Linked DNA regions of Mus musculus: regions 1, 2, 3, 4 and 5 are each linked to region 6. Evidence: chromatin contacts called from public promoter capture Hi-C data. All regions are on one chromosome and are shown on one strand. The core of a region is the stretch at or near the end of the contact, and the rest is flanking DNA. Distances in the headings are between cores, read along the strand shown.

Region 1 (2,700 bases), core at 182-2,681, 1.2 Mb before region 6:
ACTCTAGGGACCACCTGTCTACCTTCGAAACACTGAGATTACAGGTGCACCTGGCTCTGAAGAGGATGCTGGAGATCTGAACTCAGTTTCCCACGCTGGTGATGAGTCATTTCCCCCATAGCCAACCTTCTTATCTGTGTTGTGTTAGCCTGTCCTTTCACTTTGGAATGCCTTTCTCTCTTGTCAATCATCCTTCTTATGGCTTTCCAGTTTTCTTATGCTCTTTAAAACTTTTTCCTTACATTTTGAGTGGGGTGGGACAACTTGCACAAGCTGGCTCTTTCCTTCCACTGTGTGGGTCACAGGGCTCAAACTCAGGAGGTCAGGCTTAGTGGCAAGTACCTTAGCCAGTGAGCCAGCTCACAGGCCTTTCCTCTTCCTCTTCCTCTCCCCTCCCCCCTCTCTCTCTCCTACCCTCCCCTTCCCTTCCCTCCTCTCTCCCTTTTCCCCTTCCCCCTCCCCTTTTCTCCCCTCCCCTTTCCTTCCCTTCTCTCCCTTCCCCTACCCCCTCTCCTAAGAGTCTCAAGTAGCCCAGGCTGGCCTTGAACTCTCCACGTAGCTAAGAATGGCCTTGCATTCCTGATCCTCCTACCTCCACAATTGCTGAGATTACTAGCCTGGGCTACCAAGGCTTATAAGATTCTGTTCTGTGTAGAACTTTATTTAACATTCTCCTAAGTCGCTTACAGTTGCTCTCCCTGCGCCTTTTCTTTACCAGATGAAGAAGCTAGTGATAGAATGATTGCGTATGGTGATGGTTAAAGCCAGAAATACCATTTGGTCAAGTCAGTGTTGGAGCTAAGCTAAGACAGAGACTCTGTCCTCTTCACGCCCAAACCAAACATAATCTTCGTTTATGTCTCTGGGCTCCTCCTCCAGCGCCCACCCAGCCTCTTCTGCTTCTGAGGAGACACACTTTCACAATCCAAAAGAGGGTTCAGCTTCTGCTCTACCTTTTTTTAGGGTTTATATCTAAAGTGCTCATTTCATCCTGTGTAGACTTATGAAGGTTGACTATATATGCGCCTCTCCTTCCAAAAAGAGCCTTGACGCGTAATGCGGGTGATCCCGGAGAGCCTAAGCTTGGGGCCTGGCACTCAACTGATGTAATGTCATGCAAAGAAAGCTTAGAGTCGTTAGTGATGCATGTCGCCTGCTGAAAGAGCTTTCACGGTCTTCTGAACAAAGTAGACGCTCAAAAAGTATGAACTTATGTTCCCTTACTTTTTTTTTTTTTTTTTTTTTTGAACGCCTGGTGGCCTGGGAATGGAAGAGGCATGCGATTCCTCACCTGAGGGCTCAGCAGGGTCCTCAGGTGCTTCAACTGCATGACGTACACCGGTCTCGGATGCTCACTGACCGAGACAACTCCCGTGGTTACCTGGACAACCCGCCAAGCATCGGCGGCGCTAACCGCTGACGCACAGGCAACGTGAGTGCGACATACGTCATAAGGTCACGTAGTGGGTTCGCGACGGAGCGAACAGGACGTGCGCAAGCGCAGTGAGTCCTAAGGCGGGCCCATAAGAGGGGTTGTGGAATTCTCTCCGCGACCAATCCTGTGGCTGCATGCAAACCTAACGCAAACCTCCGCCCACAAGTCTTCGGTCCTCTCCGGATTCTACGTCACCATATCCTTACGTTTTCTTATTGTCCTACCCGGCCAGATGTGCTTTAGTTGCTTAAACTCTGGAGGAGAGCAAGGCAGGTGCTACGAGAGGCAAAAGACAATTCGCGGAGCTGAAATCTTCACGTCATCCCAAAACTTAGGTGACTTGCGGGAGGCCACTCAATACTGACAGATAACAGTGAAAGCTCAAGGATATACTTGGCACTGTGTTTGAATTCAGCAGCGGTACAGACCCATTTTACCCAACAGGAGGCAGATTAAAGGAGTTACTCGCCAAAGTTAAAACAGCTTGTAAAGGGTGGAACCGGCATTTAACCCACAGCTAATAACCTTTTAATTCCCGTAAGAAGGCTCAACTCTCCTCAACTCATTGTCTCCATGCCCAACTTCTCTACTCTGAAACACAGTCTCAGGAAATTATCCAGGATATGGTGGATATATTGGAAGCACTGGCTAGGGAAAGAAAAGGCACCCTGTTTGGTCATTGAGTTCAAGGCAGATTCCTGAAACCCAGATGTCTCTATGGGACAGTGCAGGAGGCAGACCAGAGCTTGGTTCCCCTCCTAGTTTAGAGCTGCATGACACCTGTGGTTGTGATTAGTTAAGCAAAAAAAGATACCATCTTCTTTGGGATCCTTTCAATAATTTTTGTTCTTGTTTCTCCCAAAAGATCAAGAGACAGAATGAAATGCAGAAACGTTAGTCATAGGCCTTCTCTAAATGACCCAAGGTGGGCAAGCCCTATCCCCCCCTAAAAGCATAGCATATGCCCCCCAGGCAAATGCTGGGCCCAAAGCCTTGAGCGCACTGCAGTTGCCAATGGTAACGAGTATTTCTCTTCCTGCCACCACATCCCTCTAGAAAATTAAGAATCAGAAGGGGACAGATTCCCTTTTTTCACAGGTAACAAATAGGTCCCAGAACTCAAATTATACTTTTTTTGATAGGGGCATCCAAACCCCTCAGCTTTATTTCTAGAATCCTCTGGATATGTTAGAGTATAAATATAAACTCATTTATGGATTACAATTATTATTAACTTTGAATGAACAAAGACATAGATGAAAAAG
Region 2 (2,700 bases), core at 97-2,596, 1.2 Mb before region 6:
AAATAGTACTGACAGAAAATAATAGGAACTAAAGTAGCATGAACAGATATGTCATGAATGCTTGCCATGGCTCAGGAGTTACAATGGCTTTGGCAGAAAGGCTAATCTGGAGAGGATGAGCACCCTTCTGAGACTAGAACAAACTTTGAAATGGTGTGCTATACATTTTAGGTAAGTGCATCTTTTAATCCAACATCAGAATTCTATTTTGTCTTGACACAGTGTTGTTGCTCTATTGCTTATGCTGACCTTGAACTCACGGCATTAGCCTACTGAGTGATAGGATTACAGGTATGCATTACTATGCTGGGTGAAAAAAAAAGTTTGTTTTTGAGACTATGTAGCCCTGGTTGGCCTTGAATTCACAGAGATCTCTCTGGCATGCTTGTTGAAATTTCAGTTTTTAAAGCAAGCATTTTAAAGTGAAGAGATGAGAAAAAAATGAGTCTCTATAGGATTTCTGTGTGAACCCGTGAACTAGGATTAACTAGTCCCTTTAAGGAGAGTAAAATTGGTGATTGTGACATTCTCAGATTCAGATGATTCATCCTTCTTCCTTGATAATACATGTATAATGGTATTATACATCTCTTAAATTCTGCCTTTAACTTTCTAAGATCAATGGCTTACCCAGAATCTATTGTAATTCTTTACACTCACAGACAATGTAAACTCTTTCCAAATAATACCTTTTCAAAGACAGTTTTGATGGATCTTCTTACTTCGGATTCTATTTTGGACTCATGTCAACTTAAATTTGAGTAACTTTTTTTTTTTGTTTTGTTTTGTTTCTTTTTCGAATTTGCCAACTATCATTGGATAACTTCAATGAGTTCTCCCTTATGTGGGTCGAATCAGGTTATGTCTGGGTAAATAATGTTATGCAAATCAGCAACTATTAGTTTTCATGTTAAGCGATTAAAAAAAAGCTTTCTGAAAATTTGATGACCAGTGCACTGTCTCTTTCCCAAATGGGGAATGTGGGTGGGTTCGTTCCTCAGATTGAAAGGCTGCGTCTTCCGTTCCTTTTGTCTTCTTAGAGGATTAGGACTGTCATGGCGCTTTCAAGAAGAGAGAGAAGGCCTTCCTTTCGTCCGGCAGAATTACTTGGGGGCACCTCGACTGGGAGGAGGATGGACAGAGAGACAAGAAGACAACGCTGGCAGGCAGTCTGCCGGAACCCCGCAAGGGGAGGAGACCCGGCAGTAGACTGCCTTGAGAGCCTCGGTCTGTGGGAACCGCCCCCCGCTGCCCTGTCCAATGGAAACCTGGCGGCGGTGCGGCACCGCCCACTGTTGGTCCGGACGCCGCGAGGGCGGGGCCCGCAGTTCGGTTGCGCTGCGGAGCGCAGCTGTGAGGGAGTCGCTGGGATCCGAGGCCCCGGAACCCGAGCTGGAGCTGAAGCGCAGGCTGCGGGCGCGGAGTCGGGAGGTGAGCTCCGGAGAAAGAGGCCCTGGAGGGAGGGGCTCGCGGAAGGGCGGCAGGATGACCCCGAGCCGCGGGCCGGCAGGACGCGGCCGGCGGGTGCTGTCGGGCGGCCCTGCTTTCTCGGGAGTCAGGCCCGACCTAGCCCGGCCCGTCGCAGCTGAGGGGCCACCTTGGCCCCAGGGCGCCGCCCGCCCTCCTGGTGTCTCCGGCGTGGCCGCGGCGGCCCGGAATTCTGCGGGCGCGGGTCGGGGGGCCCCGGCGTTCTCTTGGAACTCTGGCCGCGAGAGGCGGGGCAGGCGGCGCGGGCGGGGGCGGGGCGGGGGCCCGGGCCCGAGGGCCTGCGGAAGGAAGCGCGGCGTCCGGGCCGGGCCTGCTCGCGGGGCGGCGCGCCGAGCGCGGGGGCGTGGTCTGCGGCCTGACGGCGGGGCAGGGCTGGCCTTTGATGAGGTGGCTGTGGTGCTCGGTCTCCTGGCCGGCCACTGTCTGTCCGCCGCCGCTTCCTTCCAGATACTGGCCGGGCGACCTGTTGGAGTGTTGACAAGCTGAGGGCCTCCTCCCTCCGAGCTTGCATTCTCTCCGACTGAGCAGTTCTGTTGACCTCAGAGGCTTTCTGGGTTTCCTCAGAGCGGCCTGTGGCTGCGAGCTATGCGGGGTGATGTGCAGAGGGCTTTCAACTAATAATGGAAGCCGGGAGAACAACTTTGCGAGATGACAGACAATGCCCTGTAGTGAATGTACTATGCGTCCTCAGGGTAGCTAGAGGCTTCGAGGAGATACCCTCACCGATGCAAATGAGCTTTTCCACAGTGATCCCTGTTAAAACTGCCAGCAGCTCTGAGGCAGAACCCCCAGTGTTGCACACGTTTCTGCATCTCTTGCGGGAGTGCTTGGAGATCTTTAGGCACTGCTCTTATTTTACCTTCTGGGACATGATTGGGAGGGCAATGTGCTTTCTGGATGTTTGTCTCTGATGACAGTTCATCTTTTCTCTAAGTGCCCCGTGGAGGGGCTGCCTGTTTCCTTGGTCCTGTAGTTTTAGATTCCATGGGCTTTGACGTTCCAGAGTATATTCTGTATCTCGCTAGACTTTCACTTATCCGTTCAGATTGGATGCACATTCTGCGAATGTAGCTGAAACAGACTTTATTATTTTCTTAGCTCTTTGATAGGGGACGGAGGAAAAAGTGATCCTTAACTCATCTTTTTTAGTGGTTTATTAAGACATGCACGCAACTAATAGCTGTCTTGGCAGACTGAGGAGGCTTTCAAGGA
Region 3 (2,700 bases), core at 75-2,574, 1.0 Mb before region 6:
CTATGGACATCTACCAATCTATTCTTAATTTTTGGGGTTCCAGCTGAACTAATGGTATTTTCTCAAAGCCTGCTAGAAAGGGTTTCAAGGACTGTTTCTCAGACTTCAGTGGTTAAAAACTATATTCAGAGACATATTTTATGTCACAGTAATGAGAAAAGAATGCCTTTAACGATGTCAACACTCTGCTCAACATCTTCCATAATCCAGCAATACTCTGGTAGTAGATTGGGAGTCAAGAAAACTAGTTCAAAGTTCAGCGACATATTCCAGGAAGTCACTGAGCATGTGTCTGTCTCTTGTACCGGGGCTGAGTTTACTTCCTTGATGAAATCAGAGTCATTAAAGTCCCTCCCAGAGAAACAGTCTTAGTTCCTCTGTAAGAACTTATCATAGCTCTTTGATAGAAGACATAACAGTCTCTTTAAGGGGAGAGGCCACAGTTCCTCAAGGAGAAGTCCTCAAAATCCCTCAGGGAGTAGCTTTCCAAGTCCTTCAGGGAAGAGCCCTAGAAGTCACTTGAGGTGGAGCCCTTGTAGTCCCTCAGGAAGGAACCTTCACAGTCCCTCAGGGAGAAGCCCTTGTAGACTTCTAGAGAGAAGAGGGCACATTCCTTCTGTGAAGAAGAGTCTACACAGTCTTTCAGGGAGGAGTCAGCAGACTCTCTATTCTCTGAGATGCCTCAGTCCCTCAAAAACGAGCCATCTCAGTCTCTCGTGGACGTCACTGGGCAGTCATTCAGAAAGGAGCCATGGTAATTTCTCTGAAAGATCCTTTTCCGTTCCCTCTGGTTGGAAAGGACATAGTTCTGGATCAAGCCCACTTCTTCTAAGAACAGGCATTGTTCCAGACTCATCCGCTGGAGAGATCCAGATGTAACTTGGCTAAAGTGTTCATGTCTTTCAGGGACCGCACCAAAAAAAAAAAAAAAAAAAAAAATCCAAAAGCTAGACAAGTTTGGAGGCCAGAAGTTAGTGGATAAGGAGAGTTCTGTCCCTCACCTGAGCAAAGAAAGAGATATCTGGGAGGGAAGGAGAAGAGAATGGGTCTTTAATTTAAGATCAATAAAGGGGCGATTTGAATTTCGTTTGCATCTGTAAAACCACTTGTGGGATGGGTGGGAGTAGGTGTGCAAACGCTAGTTCGGGAGGACCCCTTAAATATTCAGACTCCTCCCATTTGCTCCAACCTTCACGCCCCAAAGGCCTGCCTACTCCCTTGTTGCTATGGGGGCGGGGTCTCAATGGAAGCCGAAGAAGAGTTATCACGTGACTCCTTTCCCGCCGCAGCCCCCTCGGAAGCAGCTAGGCGGAAGTAGGTGTTCAGAACAGGGTTAGTCGCCGCTGAGACCACATCCGGGAGAGGCGAGGAGAGCGGAAGTGGCGTTGGTCTGTCCGGAGCCCTTGGGTGAAATTGTTAGGCGTGGAGGGGGAGTGATGTCTTCCAGACTCGGTGCAGTCACCGCCGTGAGTTTCTTGGTGTGACCATTATACTTTAGAAATAGAACTGTCGAGCTGAGAACACGCGGTCCTTTGCTTTTGTTTTGTACTCAGAGTTGTTTTTTTTTTTTTTTTCCGGAGCCAATCCTAGGCCCCACCCTTTTATATCAGATCCACTTACCGCCTTTTTTCTTCCCATTTTTATTTTTATTGCTTAGTCCTCGTATCCTTGGACTGAGTTCCTCGACACATTGTAATTATTTATATTCCTTCAGCATCCCCAGTGCCTCCCGTTTCTTTTAATATATATATGATACATATGTATATATCATATATATATTTTTTTTTTCCTCGTCTTTTCTTTTCAAGCCTCTATCTAGGATAGGGTTTTGAGAATGGACAAAGATGAAAACTCTGGTATTGTCAACCCGTCTTTACATTGTGAATAAATAGAATGGCACAGGTTTCCTAAAAAGTGTCTCCTTCAGTCCATTTGAAGTAGTTGCTCGGGACAGCTTCACATCTAGGCACAAGGGGGATTCATCTCTTTGCGGATGAGCTTCAAAGGTCCCTAGCACTCACTCCTGTGCTTGTGATTTGCTAGACCCCGGGACCCACATCCCTTAAGCAGCAGAGGAGCACCAGGATCGTGGGAGCTAAGAAGTAAGTGAGGTTTTCTGAGGACATTTTTGTAATGGTGTAGACAGTGCTGCTAAAGATGTTCTGTGTCTGCACTGTGGAGCATCATAGCCACCAGACAGGTATGGCTTTGGGGCACTTGAGATGTGGCTAGTACAATTGAAGAACCGAATTACAAATTCTATTTCATTTTAATGGACTAAAACTTCAATAACCATCTGTAGGTAGTAGCTACGGGATTGGACAGTGCAGATAAAATCCTAGTGTGGGGGAAAGAAAACCTGGCTTGCAATAAAGATGCAGTCTAATAAAAATGGAGTGTGTGTTTCAGTTAGTGGTATTCCTGCGTGGCCTCTGCCCCCCATATCAAATATGTGCTCATAATTAATTTGATGGACTGGGGAGGGAAATAAAAACAGCTATAAGCAATCTTTACATTTCTAAGCTACTTGGTTGCAGCCCTGATTTATTGTTTTGTGTAATGAATGTGCTAAGTTTTGCCATGGCTAACACAAAAGAAAGATTTTATTAACTTGGACCTCCGGGGTGAGTTCATTCACTTAGATAACACTTACGGGATGTCTGCTCTGAACAAGCTGTGTAGTAGGTTGGGCACCCAGGC
Region 4 (2,700 bases), core at 97-2,596, 1.3 Mb before region 6:
TCTCTTTGCCCCAACCAAAGTTTCCCTTTTATCTATTTTTTTTCCCTTTCTTGACTGAGGCTGGAATTCATCAGAGATCCACCTGTCTTTGCTTTGGCCTTAGTTTCCCTTTTACCTTATCTAAGTTTTTTTTTTTTTCCTTTTTTGACTGAGGCTGGAATTCATCAGAGATCCACCTGCCTTTGCTTTGGCCTTAGTGCTGGGGTTAAAGGTGTGCTGTAAGCCACCACCAGCCAGCACCATCAGGCTCTGCCTTCCAAGTAACCGCTTTTGTACTTGCTCAAACCAACTTTGTTCTATCTCCCTTTGCAAATCCCTCATCCAGCATCCTACCCCCGGCCGTTTAAAGCGTCCCCGCACCTTGCCGTTGAGCTGCAGACACAGCAGAGCCAATTTCTTGGTCTGCCCCCTTTTCCTCCTTCCGTTTCTTCTTCTGCTGTTTCTTTTCTTTTCGAAGCTGAAGCTTCTCTTCTTGGGTCAACTCCCGCCCTGCTGCCTGAGACACAGACACGGGAACTGCTCTACCCCAGGCCATTCCAAAGGTTTATCAAGATGCTTACTAGATTCCCCCAAGGTTAAGTTCCTAACACTCTCTGACTTCTGTTACAAGTCTACGTAAGTAAGGAGAGAAACTTCTTCAGTCATAGTCACACACCGTTAAGCTCTGTAAAATCTCCCAGTTCTACTAAGAGATGAACTGAAAAGGATGGGAGATGGGGCCAAATGAAGGTGACACAGCTTTCTGTGTAGCTCTTGACAGGCGACTTAGGAGGTCTCTCCCTCACTTACCCCGGGCCGAGGAGAAAGTTCAGTCTTCATCTCGGATCTCGATTCTGCATCAGAAAACAGGGCACAGAGTGAGCCAGACAGGCTCCGGGAGGACTTGGGGAGACTCGTCGGCGCAGCTGGCTGCTGGGTTGGCATGACCACAGCTCGGCTGCCGGGCGCGAGGCGCTCTGGGATCCGCGTGGGGACGCACTGCGCGGCAGGATCAAAGGACAGGCGTGGGAGGAAAAGGGTCAGTCACCCTTCTGGGAACAGCCGGCAAGCAGCACCCTGCTGCGCCCTAGATCTTGTAAACCAGAGTCCCGCGACGTGCAGAAACCCGGCGGCAAGGCCCAAAGGCGCTCCGGACCCCGCATCAGCGATCCAGTGTTCATCTGCTCTTCTACCACTTGGTGCATCTAGCCCTTCACTCACCTTCGCGAACAGCCACCGCCACCGCAGCCATGACTGTGGGTCCTAGGCTCCTCCCGCCGAGGTCACTCACACTACAGCGCCACCTGGGCTGCTGGCTCCCCTGATGCCTCCCGCGGAGTCAGTCCCCAGCGGACTACAACTTCCGGCGTGCACTGGGTCCCGCCCAGGACTACGGGTCGCGGTGAGGACCAAAGGATGTTGGGTTCCCAATTAGGAGCGTCTCCGGCGCTCGACTACAGCTCCCAGCATGCCGAGGTTGCTGCTCGCAGAGCCGTCATCCTACAGCCTTCCCACCTCGGAGTTCAGGCCCACCAAAATGGCGAGCTGGGCTGCGGAGACGCGCTGAGTGGCAGAGGCAAGCGAGCAGAGGCGCTGCGAACCTGGTAGTACGGAGCTCTGCCTTAGGGAACATGCACTTTTCCATTCCTGAAACGGAGTCCCGCAGTGGGGACAGCGGCGGCTCCGCCTACGTGGTGAGGAGGTGCTAGAAGCTGGGCCAGGGCGGGGATAACGGGCCGGAGCTCTCGGAGCGGCCTCCAGCCTTCGAACCTCACTGGAAGCCATCTCATGTCTCAGTTTCGTACTTAAGCCACCCCAAGCTCCAATAGGTTCTTCTTTCCCCGGCCAGGCCGCGACTGCTCTGGCGGTGGGCACTATTGTCATCTCCGGGAGGGATACTGCCGCACAAGCGCCCGAGTGTCCTCGGGACTGGGCCTTCTGCTTGAAACCCGGCCCTGGGGGAAAAACAGGCTAAATCCCGGGAAGTCTCGGAGCGTTGCGCAGACGGATATGTCAGGCAACTTCCGGACAGGTTTCTGGGGCAAGAGGTGGTTTGCACGTCGATCCTGAGATGTTTGCCTGCTTTTGTGTCCTCAGGCCTATAACATTCACGTGAATGGAGTCCTGCACTGTCGGGTGCGCTACAGCCAGCTTCTGGGGCTGCACGAGCAGGTGGGACTAACAACCCTGTCTAGATGCAGCTTCAAGCCCTTCCATACCCACGGACATTAATCCCCTTTCATTACATCACCCTATAATCACTGCTACAGTGGAAGGTGGACTTTGTTAGCGTGACATTTCCGGAAACTCTCTGAGCGGCTTGTCTCTCACAGTTCCTGTACTTCCCTATACTCACACATCCTTCCTTCTCTGAGCTGTCTCCTTTTTCATCCTTTGCCCCTGCATGGAAAAACTGAACCCTGTTAGTCAAAGCACATTCCTTCTGGCACCTAAACTATAACTTGGGAATTCATTCCCCGGATTAATACAAACCATTCGCTGCTTTCCTTGTGTGTTCTTGGTCCCATCAGTGTATAAGATGTCCAAATGTTTCCCCCCTCACCAGATAGTGAGCTCTGTATAGATAGTGAATCTCTAGAGAGCCCTGTTTCTACTAGATGTCAGTCCTGAGCAAGTTAATTTCTTCCCGCCTCAGTTTCTCCAGATAAAAAGTAGATTCTTGGATCAGCAAAGTCCCTTCAACACACTTGAGTATGCTAT
Region 5 (2,700 bases), core at 77-2,576, 1.7 Mb after region 6:
GTCCAGGCCATCTCACTGTGGAAGCTTGGGGCAGTGAGGCCTCCAACACACTTAAGTCCTTCTGCAAACTGTTCAAAGCAAGAGACCAGGGGCTGGGACTCAGGCCGTTGGTAATTCAACCTGTTCTTTGCCAGGCCTAGGACACCACAGAAATGGGTCCTTGTGCCAGCCTCTCTGTTTCCCAAGAACAGACAGGCCACAGGAATGAGCCGCACCCTCTGCCAAGGGGCCCTGAAGCCCCCAGCCTGCTAAGGAAGCTCTCAGACTGACCACACAGGAGTAGCTGGGCCAAAGTTAGCCCCTAGACAGTGTCAGGTGTGCCCTGGATCCCACTGCAGCCAGGAAGGTGGAACCTTTAGCAGTCCTAGCCATACCTAAACCTCAGCTTCAGGGCTTCCTCCAAACACAAGGCCAAGGCAAACAGTGTAGTTGAGCCCTGGAACTTTTGAGAGAAATAGCTCCCTGCAGCTCTTCGCGACAAAGCCAGCCCTATGCTTGTGGTTGGAGTTTCCTTGTCAATAAGCTGCGCAGGACGCTTAAGTAGCCAGAGAGAGGTCTCTGTCCAGGCTCCTGGGGATAAGGTGCTGGGTCTAAGAGCAAAGCCAGCTCCGAGAAGTGCAAGGGAGGGAGGAGTCCCCAATTAGGCCCAAACTAGGGAGTAGCGGTCGGCACCAACTGACAACTCCTCTCCGGTCTGGAAAAGTCCAGAACGGCCCTCGGCGAGCGCGGCCGCTGTACGCGTGGCACTGTTTACGGCGGCGGGGAGGCGCGGCCGCGGGAAGATGGCGACGCGCGGGCGGGGCCGGCACCTCCTCCAGGCCGGCCGCCCGGGTGCGCGCAGGACTGTACTGGGGACGCAGAGAGGACGGGGACACTCGGGTGGGGCCGACCCGAGCTGGCTTGGCACAGCGCGCGGGGGTGGGAGGTGGGGGTTGGGGGCGGTACCTGTTGTTCGGGGCCTTGCGCACCAGGCCGGCCGTCTTTGTTTTCTTCCTTGCGAAGTCGCCGTCGAAGGGCAGCACGGAGGCGTAGCCGTGCTCGGCCTCTGCGGGACAGACGGTGCGGTCAGCGGCCCCCTGCGCCCGCCCGCCGCCCGCCCACCCTGGCACAAAGGGGCGCGGGCTACCTCGGTCCCTACGCTCCAGGTACTCGGCCGCCTCCAACAGCAGCAGCAGAGAGTTCAGCTCCATCCTGCCGCCCGCGCACGGGACGGCGGCGGCGGCGGCTGCCCGGCGCGCTCCTGCCGGCTCTGCTCGCCGCACGCCCCGCGCCTGGCGGCACACCAGCCCGACTCGCGGACTCCAGCGCTGGGCCGCCACCCTCTGCCTCAGGCCCTCAAATTGACACATAAGTCGAGCAGCAGTCGACGCAGCCAATAGGTGTGGGCGCTCCGGCTTAGGGGGCGGGTTCTTGTCTAGCCTTGCCCAATAGGGACTGGCCGAACGCCTCGGGCAGAGCTGAGAATGTTGACAGATGCGAAGCTTGGCTAGGATAGGCTGGCTCCAGTAGTAACAATTTAGAAGCCCAAGCTTAGCAACAGCACGTGGTGGCCCAGCCCCAGTGCTCGCTGACTGGCGGCCATCGTGCATGTTAAGTAGGCATTGCACGCCGATTGGGCCAGAACGGTCTATGTAAATTGAGTCCGCGGACCAATGGCCAGTGACAGGGCGTGGGGCCAATGAGGACGCCCGGGCAGGACCGGTTGCCGAGAGGAAGCACTGTGTGGTGGGACTGCTGCCCGGCCTACGCGGGGGCCAGGAGGACGTGGACCGTGTCTCGGGAGACACCAGGCAGGATGCGCTGCGGACACGCGCCCTGGCGCTTTGTCGTGCCCATGCATGTCGTGCGCAACGACCTGTTGCCCGGAGTCAGTTGGTACCATAGTCTCGGTGGAGGACCAGGCTTGGGGCCTGATAGGGGCGGGCGCTGGGATCTCGCTAAAGAACAGCAAAGGACACCTGTCTCTGGCAGGAATATTGGCTTCAGGGAAGGCTAAAACTTGGAGACAGGGACGCAGACCATTGGAATCTAAAAGCCTCTCAGATGTCAGACCCAAAGTAGGCAGGATCAGCCATCAGGAGTAAAAAGGAAGGCCACCAGGGTTAAGGGAGAGGCACCAAGAGCTACTGACACTACTGAGCAAGAGGGATCCGTGAGTGTCTGTTTGCGGTGCTTGGTCTGAGGGTAGAGCCGTGCCAAGAGCCAGGCTATGGTGACAAGAGGGTGAACTCTTCAGCAAACTCCTGGCCCTAATGACCCGAGGCCCTCATGCTGGCCTATAGATGCATGGGGGACAGACAGCTCAAGATGCCCTAACACCATCCTCTGTATCCATCCTCTCCCACCCCTTGATCCTCTCTCTGTTATTAGGTTGAGGACAAAATAGCAGGCTGGAGAGTTCTGTGGGAAATAAGGTGGCTAGATAGCAGCTCTTAAAATGGAAGGAAGGTACTGTAGCAAACAACAAAGATTATTAGCATTGAATTTACTTTAGGACCAAGGTGGATGCATTGTGCACACTTCCTTGTGGCTCTCCATATGCCCAATATGCAGATAAGGAAACTTGCAGTGTCCCCTTGAAATAGAAAGATGGAGATTACTGCTCCCACACCCAGAGCTGTTAACAATCTGGGAATGTGGAAACCAGAACCACCTCCCTCCCAGCCTGGGTGTGAGCCACAGATGTCTGACCTGTGGGGC
Region 6 (2,700 bases), core at 182-2,681:
AAAGCAGAGAGTCAACTTTTTAGCCCATCTTTTTCAAGTTAACAGAATCTTCCAGCGTGCATTTTGGAAATAAAGCCCCTGGTTTAATCTGATCTTTCCCATGCTTGGTTTCCTTTTTTTTTTTTCTATTTCCTTCTTTACTTTTAAAAAGTATTTTTATGCATATGAGTGCTTTGTCTGCATGTATGTTTGTGTACTATGTATAGTGCCCATAGAGAGGACCGAGAGGGCATCAGATGCCCTGGAACTGTTAGGTCTCAAACCTGGGACAAATGACAGAGGTACTTATTTAACATGTGAAAGTGGTTACTGGACCCAGGTTCTCTCAGCCATTCCTACCTGTTACAGGGTATGTATGGCATGCACACTCCCTGCCCTAATCTTCTCTTTCCCTCCCCCTCAGAGTCATGCTCGCTCTGAATATTCCCAGATGTCTTTCCTCCCAACTATGTTCTCCCATTTATCTCTAATAAACCTTTTTCTTCATCATACCTAGAAGCAATCATGTCCTTTTCTTTTTATTTTATTTTTATCAGAATCAAAATTACAGATAGATAGTTGTAACCATGTGGGTGCTGGGAATTGAACCCATGTCCTCTGCAAAAAAACAGGCAGTGCTCCTAACCTCTGAATCATCTCTTCAGTCCCTGTATTTGTTTTTAATTTATCCCAACTGCAAGCATTTATTATGTAGCTGAAGATGACCTTGGGCTTCTGGATCTTCTGCCTCCATCTCCCAGTTGTAGGGATTACAGGTCTCTTATGCCCGGTAAATGTGATTTTTATCCTCTAGGAACCGAGTGCAGTAGAGAAATGTTTAAAAATCACAAGATAAGAGAATTAAGCAATATAAGAAATCAATGAACAGAAAAGAACTATAGAAAAGTGGTATCCTGAGTGTATGGAGATGTCGGGAGCGTGTAAAATCTTATTGCTGTTGACTGAGGCCCACTTTGAATCCTGTTTCTTCTAGGGTCACCTGGCGAATCAGCGACTCTGGTGATGTGATACAGAGCCCTTGATCTGCAATGTCAATCTTTTTCAACAGAGAAGTCTCTTATCTCCAGCACACCTGGGTTTCCAACATAGGCAACTGAAACCCACGTTTCCGGGTTAGCGGAAATACGAGCAATTGTTTTGAAAACCAGTGACTGAAACCTAGAAAAGAAAAGCAAGGCGGGAAGAACGCAATAGTTAACTCTGCGGAACCACCAGGCCCTGGGGAGCAGGGAAGGAAGGTCATTCCAGCCTACGCCGGCTCTGCGTTCACAAGCAAGGCAGGCTCCGCCCTGCGCCTGCGTAGTGGCGACTGTTCGTTGCAGTGGAACGCCTGAGAGAGGGAATCGCTCCTGCGCGTTAGCAACCGCGGAGGGGAGGGCGGGGAGCTGGAGAGGCAGGAAGGGGACGTGGCGCGCGTGCGCGCAGTTCGGCGCGGCTAGGCGGCCCGCAAGGGCGGAGGGGAGGGAGTGACGCTGAGGGCGGGGCTGTCCGTGGCGCTGCCGAGCTTTGCGGAGCTGGGCGGTGCCGAGGAGGAGGTGGAGGAGGCGGTGGCGGCTGGGGTCTGACGCGGCCCGGTTCCTGACGCGGCCCGGTTCCTGGGGGCCTGCTTGTTTATTTATTTATTTCCAGTGGGCGCCGCCAGCGTGTGCGCGCGCTGTCGCTGCTCGGCGGGGAGGGGGTGGGGGGAGGGCCCGCGCCCGGGGGGAGTTGGAGCCGGGGTCGAAACGCCGCGTGACTCGTAGGTGAGAACGCCGAGCCGCCGCCGCCGCCGAGAAGCCCTGTTAACGCTTTAGGGAGGAGAGTCTGGTGCCGACAAGATGGCGGACGGGGAGCTGAACGTGGACAGCCTCATCACCCGCCTGCTGGAGGGTGAGTGCGGCGCCGGCTCGTCTCCCCACCCGGCCGCGGGGCCCTTCCCGCTCGAGCTGAGGTCGGAGAGGAGGGCAGGCGGGCGGGCGGGCGGGCGGGCCGGGTGCCCCAGGAGGCCAGGAGCGCGGGCTGGCGGGCGGGCAGGCGGGGAGGCCGGGCCGAGCGAGGCCGGAGGCCCATCGGCTGGTACAGTCTTCCCGAGAGGCGGCCGGGCTCCGCTTGGCCGCTGTGCTGGCCTCTGCAGACCGTTCCGAAGAAGGGGCGAGGATGCCTGCCGCTGGGCTTTGTGTGTCCGTGGAATGTGTATTTCTCGGTTCTCTTTGTGCGTTGCCCTTGGCAGCCTCCGATGGTCGTTCCGGTAGTGAATTTTACATAAAACCTTCCCAGTAAGGCTCTCGGATCGTTTGCATTTTACTGGATGCTCTAGAAAGAATTAGGGAGAGGATACGATGACTAGTTTACCATTTATTATCTGGAGTATAAAAAAACAGTAAAAATCCTGAATCAGGTTAAAGACGTCCGTTAGAAATACGAAACGCCCGGATACATGTGCTGAAGGGGTTGATTTGGGGGCTTTTTTTTTTTTTTAAACATGTTTGAGCCGAGTTTAATTTCTGCACAAACTTAGCAAATGTCTGTTGTGAATAATCTCTTGAGCTTAAAAGGTATTTTACAAGTGTTCTCAGCATTTGAAGTTCCGGGTTCTTATGCTTTTATCGATTAGTTTTGTGTTGGTGGGAACATAAGGAGAAAAGAGGAGATGGAGAGGCCAGTAGTTAAATGTATTGGTCCGTTGGGGGATACTGTTCGAAGTTAAAGGCGGGTCTTGGT

What was found. Promoter capture Hi-C pulls out the DNA fragments that hold promoters and counts their contacts. Capture Hi-C pulls out chosen DNA fragments and counts their contacts.
Region 1: a contact with region 6 is called in a promoter capture Hi-C map of pre-B cells, with 6 times the contacts expected there. The contact joins the promoter of Ift172 here to the promoter of Ppp1cb in region 6. A contact is called at or near these places in 2 of 39 promoter capture datasets (liver and pre-B cells), 2 of 484 Hi-C or Micro-C datasets (CD4 T cells and embryonic stem cells), 2 of 115 datasets of contacts at active chromatin or transcription factors (astrocytes and extraembryonic endoderm stem cells) and 2 of 9 other capture datasets (adipose tissue and liver).
Region 2: a promoter capture Hi-C map of adipose tissue shows a contact between it and region 6, with 3 times the contacts expected there. The contact joins the promoter of Nrbp1 here to the promoter of Ppp1cb in region 6. A contact is called at or near these places in 8 of 39 promoter capture datasets (the 3T3-L1 cell line, 3T3-L1-derived adipocytes, the HPC-7 cell line and 5 more), 1 of 484 Hi-C or Micro-C datasets (embryonic stem cells), 3 of 115 datasets of contacts at active chromatin or transcription factors (astrocytes, embryonic stem cells and pancreatic cancer cells) and 3 of 9 other capture datasets (adipose tissue, embryonic stem cells and liver).
Region 3: a contact with region 6 is called in a promoter capture Hi-C map of liver, with 6 times the contacts expected there. The contact joins the promoter of Zfp512 here to the promoter of Ppp1cb in region 6. A contact is called at or near these places in 2 of 39 promoter capture datasets (hippocampal neurons and liver), 6 of 115 datasets of contacts at active chromatin or transcription factors (bone marrow-derived macrophages, embryonic stem cells, extraembryonic endoderm stem cells and 2 more) and 2 of 9 other capture datasets (adipose tissue and liver).
Region 4: a promoter capture Hi-C map of adipose tissue shows a contact between it and region 6, with 3 times the contacts expected there. The contact joins the promoter of Eif2b4 here to the promoter of Ppp1cb in region 6. A contact is called at or near these places in 3 of 39 promoter capture datasets (cranial neural crest, liver and pre-B cells), 1 of 115 datasets of contacts at active chromatin or transcription factors (pancreatic cancer cells) and 2 of 9 other capture datasets (adipose tissue and liver).
Region 5: a promoter capture Hi-C map of liver shows a contact between it and region 6, with 2.2 times the contacts expected there. The contact joins the promoter of Mxd4 here to the promoter of Ppp1cb in region 6. A contact is called at or near these places in 2 of 39 promoter capture datasets (liver and pre-B cells).

What each region holds. Positions count from the first base shown.
Region 1 is chr5:31,289,683-31,292,382 of GRCm38.p6, forward strand. It overlaps Ift172 (intraflagellar transport 172), which reads right to left and starts at 1,432. Exons shown (of 48, transcript NM_026298.5): 1 at 1,292-1,432. The coding sequence starts at 1,330. Fndc4 (fibronectin type III domain containing 4) reads right to left here. Exons shown (of 7, transcript NM_022424.6): 7 at 2,560-2,700.
Region 2 is chr5:31,239,572-31,242,271 of GRCm38.p6, forward strand. Nrbp1 (nuclear receptor binding protein 1) reads left to right here and starts at 1,347. Exons shown (of 18, transcript NM_147201.2): 1 at 1,347-1,431.
Region 3 is chr5:31,451,112-31,453,811 of GRCm38.p6, forward strand. Zfp512 (zinc finger protein 512) reads left to right here and starts at 1,325. Exons shown (of 14, transcript NM_172993.3): 1 at 1,325-1,466; 2 at 2,044-2,102. The coding sequence starts at 1,437.
Region 4 is chr5:31,191,793-31,194,492 of GRCm38.p6, forward strand. Eif2b4 (eukaryotic translation initiation factor 2B, subunit 4 delta) reads right to left here and starts at 1,347. Exons shown (of 13, transcript NM_010122.2): 1 at 1,201-1,347; 2 at 790-833; 3 at 361-496. The coding sequence starts at 1,231. Snx17 (sorting nexin 17) reads left to right here and starts at 1,512. Exons shown (of 15, transcript NM_153680.2): 1 at 1,512-1,673; 2 at 2,077-2,151. The coding sequence starts at 1,611.
Region 5 is chr5:34,186,384-34,189,083 of GRCm38.p6, forward strand. It overlaps Mxd4 (Max dimerization protein 4), which reads right to left and starts at 1,327. Exons shown (of 6, transcript NM_010753.2): 1 at 1,127-1,327; 2 at 946-1,045. The coding sequence starts at 1,190.
Region 6 is chr5:32,457,539-32,460,238 of GRCm38.p6, forward strand. It overlaps Ppp1cb (protein phosphatase 1 catalytic subunit beta), which reads left to right and starts at 1,432. Exons shown (of 8, transcript NM_172707.3): 1 at 1,432-1,869. The coding sequence starts at 1,818.